2 separate regions of the Sus scrofa genome follow, and region 1 is linked to region 2. Evidence: chromatin contacts called from public promoter capture Hi-C data. All regions are on one chromosome and are shown on one strand. The core of a region is the stretch at or near the end of the contact, and the rest is flanking DNA. Distances in the headings are between cores, read along the strand shown.

Region 1 (2,700 bases), core at 178-2,677, 110 kb after region 2:
AGCTGAACTAGGACCAGTGCCACAGAAGTGGTTTCAGTGATGCTTCACAAATGTGTGATGGGGTATGGAGGGTGAGATAACCTGCAGTATGACATATATCCATATCTTGTCAGTGGCACAAGGGCTATGGAAATAACCAGGGGAACAAGTGCCATAATGGGGAACAGCACTCTGGGGATTCAGAAACAGATGGCTACCTCCAAGCGAGCACAGGAAGATGAAAATGTTTTCAACGGGTAAATGTTGGAGCGAGGACAGTGCAGGCATGGGAACGCTCTGTAGTGGAAAGGTGCGGGCTGCTTTTGGGCAGCGGGGTAGATAGAGCTGTTCAATCACAAGAACGGGCATGCCACGCAGAGGCTGGAAAATGCAGCGTTCTCCTCACCGTGTGCTCTGTGGACACTGCCTCTTCCTTTTTAGAGACTCTGGTCTCTATTTATTTGGAAACTAGCAAGGACTCTGCAGGGGGTGGTCCATAAATCACGAGGCTATTGAAAGGAAACAAAGCCAGAGGCGCCCCAGCCCTGGCCAGGCCTTGGCAGCTGAGGACCAGAGCAGCTGAATGTTTCCTGAAGTGGAAAAGCAGTGGAGCAAAAAGGCAGAGGGAAGCAGGTCTCTTGCTAGTCATCTTAGACTGAAGAAAGAAAAATGCTTTTTTCCTAAAACACACGAGGAAGGCGACCTTGGGCTTTGAGGTCCTTGCCCAGCTGGTCTGCAGTAGGAGGACGCCATCCTAGGTTCGAGTCGCCCCTGGGAAGGAAGGGTAAGGGTGAGGCCTAAGGAACAGAGGTCAAAAGCCTGGAAACACTGCGGGGGCGGAGCCCTTCAAGGAGCGACAAAAGGGCGAAGTCGGCTCCTCGCGCTGGAAAGGGGCGCGCCCTGCTCAGGGTCGAAGCGGAGGAAAGCTGCCTCATGGCAGCCCTTCCTCAGCCCAAGAGGAGGGCCTTCAGCAACCTTGCCTGGCCTCGGAACAATTCATCCTGGTTTTTAAAATCCTGTTTTTAATAAAAGATTTTCAGAACCAAAAAGAGGGCGGTACCCAAAGGAATCTGGAAAATACCCCGCAGGGGCGGGGGAGCGGGGCGTGCCCTTATCAGGCGGCAGCAGGCGAAGACACGGGCGCAGTGCGGACGGATAACTGTGCCGCGACGCTGGAGCCCGAGGCGCGCCCCCGACTGGAACCGAACCTCGGCCTCCCTTCCACCCACCCGCGCACACCCCCGCGCTCCGGGGGCTGTAGGGTCTAGGCTGGGGCGGGGCGTCAGCGGCCGAGGGGCGGGGCCTTGTGGGGGTGCGCGGCAGGGGCGGCGGGGTGCGGGCTTTTCCGTCCCCTGATTGGGTCTGGGCTGAACAAGGGGCGGGGTCTTGGGGCGGTTCTGCGGGCCAGCATTGGGCTTCGGAAATGGAGGGCGTGGGTTTGTGAAGTCAGTTCCGGTTGGTGTAAAACCCCCGGGGCGGCGGCGAACTGGCTTCAGTTGCTTCAGGGTCGCGGTAGGGAGAGCTTCGAACGTCGAGGGTGCGATTTTTGAGAGCCGACCGCAAGTGGGACCCGGCGAGGGATGGCGGCCACCCGGACCGCGGCCGCAGCTGCCACGGGCAAATTCCTCCTCTTATTGCTGCTCGGGCTGTCGGCTCCCGCTGCGGCGCTGGCCGGCTACATTGAGGTGGGGACCGGGCGAGCGCCTGAACCCTTTCTCCTGCGCCCGCCAAGCGAGTGCGGCCTGCGGGTCCGAGCCAGGGGCGCGGGGCGCGGGGAGGTGGGGGTGGTCCGGCGCTGCGGCGGTTCTGGCGCGCCTCCCGCGCCCGCCCCTGCTTGGCGCAGTGCTTAGCCCTCGAGGTCGGGCTGCCTCTGCCGCCGCAGAGGCCAAATGAAAGGCATCGAGGTTGCGGGGGGCGGCGGGCCGCCTTGGCCTCCCCAGCCCCCATCCCTCCTGCAGCGCTGCCCCATCCTCTTGGGACCCCGCGCGGCTTAGATCCCTCACCCGCCCTCCCCCGGGATCACGCGAGCCTCTGCCGTGCGCCCCGCGGTGGCCCGCAGCCCCGGACCCAGTGCGGCTGGACTCGCTCCGGGCGCGGCCGCGCAGACCCCAACCCGGGCTGGAGCAGGCAGTGCGCTCCCCGCGCGGTCTTGGGGTTTCCCACCGGGAAGCGGTGGATGCGGCCTTTGTTGGCGAGGTGGGCCGAGCGGCGGAGATGCGGGCGCCTGGGAAGTGCGGCTGTGCCCAGGCGAGCGCCTCTCGGACTGCACCGAAGCAGGCTACTGTCCCCCGCAGCGGGTGTGCCCTCTGCTTCTGTATGCCCCTCTACCCAGATCCTCCGCCCTGGCATCGGGCCTTCGGGAGAAATTGTTAAATATAGCTGTTTGCCTGCATCTAATAAACAAGGGGACCCCCACCCCCCCCTTGCTGTTGGTGTTGCTCCCTTATGTGGTGGGTTTCGGCGAGTAGGGACGGTTCTCGTTTTACGTTGTAAAAAGTCTTTGGTTTAATCTTACTTTTTTAGTATAAGTAGTTTTTCTGCAACTGATAATCCCGTAGACATCTTTGTGTCGCAAGGTGCTTAAGTGTCTGGGTTCCAGGGTGACTCGCTGGGGTGCGTGGGTCTGCGGCGTGGCCTGGACATTGCCGCTTCATAGAAGCCTTTCTGTTCCTGAGGGAGACGTGGGGCTTTATTTTTACTTGCCTTCTCCAAATAGTGCGT
Region 2 (2,815 bases), core at 116-2,615:
GGTTAAAGGATCTGGCATTGCCGCAACTGTGACATAAGTCACAGCTGCAGCTCGGATTCAGTCCCTGGCTCGGGAACTACTAAATGCTGTGGGTGCAGCCATAAAAAATAAATAAATAAAGGTGCCAAAATGGCATAGTTGCTAAAACATGTGATGAGAAATTCACTGAAATGAATTCTGAGATAGAGCGTCTGCTGTGGCTCAGCAGTGATGAACCCAACTAGTATCCATAAGGACTCAGGTTCAATCTGTCCCCTCTCAGTGGGTTAAGAAGCCAGCCTTGCCATGAGCTATGGTGTAGGTCACATATTTGGCTCGAATCTGGTATTGTCATGGCTGTGGCATAGGCCGGCAGCTGCAGCTCTGATTTGACCCCTAGCCTGGGAACTTCATATGCCATGAGTGCAGCCCTTAAAAAAAAAAAAAAAGAAAGAAAGAAATGAATTCTGTGACAACAAATTCTTTGCAGACAAAAACCATTAAAATGTTTCTAAAATATGATATTAAGAGCTAAAGGAATCTGATTTTTTTTTAATTTTTAAAAAAATGTTTTGTATTTAGGAACCTAAATTATTGATCTGATTTTTTATTATTTTGATCTAGGATATCAATGTTTCTTTTCTTTTTTTTTTTTTTTTTTAAGCAATTTTTCTCTGGCCTGCTTTCTGCTCAGTTTTCAAAAGCTTTGGTGCAGGAGCCCCACCCAACATACCTTCCTCTCCACTATCCTCCAAGTGGCATCTGTGCGAGGGTCAGGCCAGCGTGTGCACAGTCCCGTAACCACATCAAGCACATTCCTGTGTCTCAGCCTTTGATGCCATGGCTGCCCTCCTCTGAAATGGTCTACCTTCCTCCTGTCTCTCTTTCAAGGACAAGTTTAAGATTTACATCACCAATGAATTATTCCCCAACTCCATCTTTCTTTGGCCTTTCACTCTTCCAACTTCCTATAGCGATTATAGGCTTTTCCTTTAAATTTAGCACTTCACTGTGACCCATCTTACATTAACATCGTCTGTCAAATTAGACTGCAAGATCCCAGGGGAAAGGACTCCAGTGAAAATGCTACTGGGTTTCGGCAGTGCTACACATACAGTATGAACTCAGAGCCACTGCAAAAGTCTTTCGGTTGTTTCAGAGCTGGAAGGGACCTTGCAGATCACTTAGTCCTACCATGTGTTGTGTGTATGTGCAAATTGCAGCCCACGGTTTAACTCGCTTCCTATTTGGAAATACATTATTGGTATTCATTAACTAATTTGCGTTTATAGCAACCAAATTGTCGTTTCCACCAGGATTTAGTAAGTACAGGTTGCAAAGAACAGCAGGTCAGGCAAACACTTAAATAACATTCTGTTATGTGAGTGAAACACAGGAAAAAAACCTACCTGCAGCTCCAACTGAGCAGGCAGCATTAGAGGAGAGAAAAATAGTTACATTACCAATGGGGTTGGAAGGCTTCCCTTCAGTTGGTCATTACCAATCTGGATAGAAAAGATGAAAAAATACATAGCCCTGCTTTTTAGAATGTGTGAGAGGAAAAAAAAAAAAAATAGCTCACCTAAGACTGACCTCCAAAAGCCACATGCACGTGGCTTTGGCTGTGACACAAGGAACTTTGTACTAGAGCACAAGTACCAGCATGGCTACACTACCCTTGCACATGTGGACTTTAGTTGTTTTCCTTCAAAAAAATTAAATCTAGCAAGCATTTCTCTGGACTCAATGAAAAATCAGAATGGCCAAAGCAGAAAAGACAGTTATTTGCATAAGAGGGTGCAATGCAGATTGGGAAATCTTGTAGCATGATGAATGGAAGGTATTCATAGCTTTCTGCCTTTCTGGTCTGTATGTGTTTACACATTCTTTTGAAATGACATACATGGAGGCACACATTTTCAAAGTTTCCATGTCAGGACCCTGCTAAAGGCCTCGGTGTGCTCAGGGCTCTTCCATCCTGTCACACGGTACAAACGTTTAAATGCATTTTTACATGAAGGGATGGACTATTCGGCTGTTCAAGATCCCTTCTAGCCTACAGGCAAATGAGAAGACCCAAGAAACATAAACTAAAATGATCAACCATCTAGAAACTGGGAAGTTATACAAAAAGTCTCTCTCATCCACACATGAAGGACAAAGGAAAGGCTTGAAACGCCCTGCTGCCACAAACATGGGTTGAAGTGACTGTTTTCTGGATGTAAATTGTCAGCAAGGGCGCTCATCCCATAAAACCACGTTGCTCTCCACACTCATCCCCTGCAGGTTCTAACTCACACTCGAGGCTATGAGTGACATGGGGATAAAACACACCTGGCCCAGCAGCCAGACAGGCCCTGCAGCCACAGGGTCTAAAGTCAAGACGTAGGTCACGTAGGTCACTGCCCTACCCCTAAACTTGATGGTTAGCTCTGAGCTGCCTCAGTGTGTGGGCTGCACCTGCCCTATCAACCTAGACACGGTTCCTTTGCACTGACAAGTCATGGCATTTGCCAGCCATCCCTTGGAAACCGCCAATAACCAAATTCAAAACCCAAAATTAACTTGAGAACTGTGATTAGGCACAAATTAGGCTGGCTTAAATACAAGTAACTATTATAACTCAATGTACTTATTTCTCCAGTTCCAGTCTGTGAGTAAGGGATCCAGAGAGCTACCCTACTCTAACCACAGCAGTCCAGAAGCTGCCAAGAGCCAGGCTCCCGTGCCATGGCTAAATTGGTCAAACCTAAGACCAGCCATTCCAGCCTGCCATGGAACACAGTGACTCCGAGAAATAGTTAATACTTTCTTCCAAAGTGAGGAGCTTGAGCGT

The links. Promoter capture Hi-C pulls out the DNA fragments that hold promoters and counts their contacts.
Region 1: a promoter capture Hi-C map of liver shows a contact between it and region 2, with 4 times the contacts expected there. The contact joins the promoter of APLP2 here to the enhancer-like site in region 2. A contact is called at or near these places in 1 of 5 promoter capture datasets (liver), 4 of 47 Hi-C or Micro-C datasets (embryonic fibroblasts, epiblast stem cells, fibroblasts and 1 more) and 1 of 2 datasets of contacts at active chromatin or transcription factors (alveolar macrophages).

The regions. Positions count from the first base shown.
Region 1 is chr9:56,797,354-56,800,053 of Sscrofa11.1, forward strand. APLP2 (amyloid-like protein 2) reads left to right here and starts at 1,428. Exons shown (of 17, transcript XM_021063158.1): 1 at 1,428-1,664. The coding sequence starts at 1,560.
Region 2 is chr9:56,683,731-56,686,545 of Sscrofa11.1, forward strand. All of the region lies in intron 11 of PRDM10 (PR domain zinc finger protein 10), which reads right to left. Among named protein-coding and RNA genes, the nearest start is that of NFRKB, 29 kb to the left of the region's middle. Within about 2 kb of position 1,366, at least 9 of the 83 cell types and tissues checked have an H3K27ac peak or open chromatin away from gene starts, as enhancers often do. A contact at or near this core is called in liver, where this site is marked.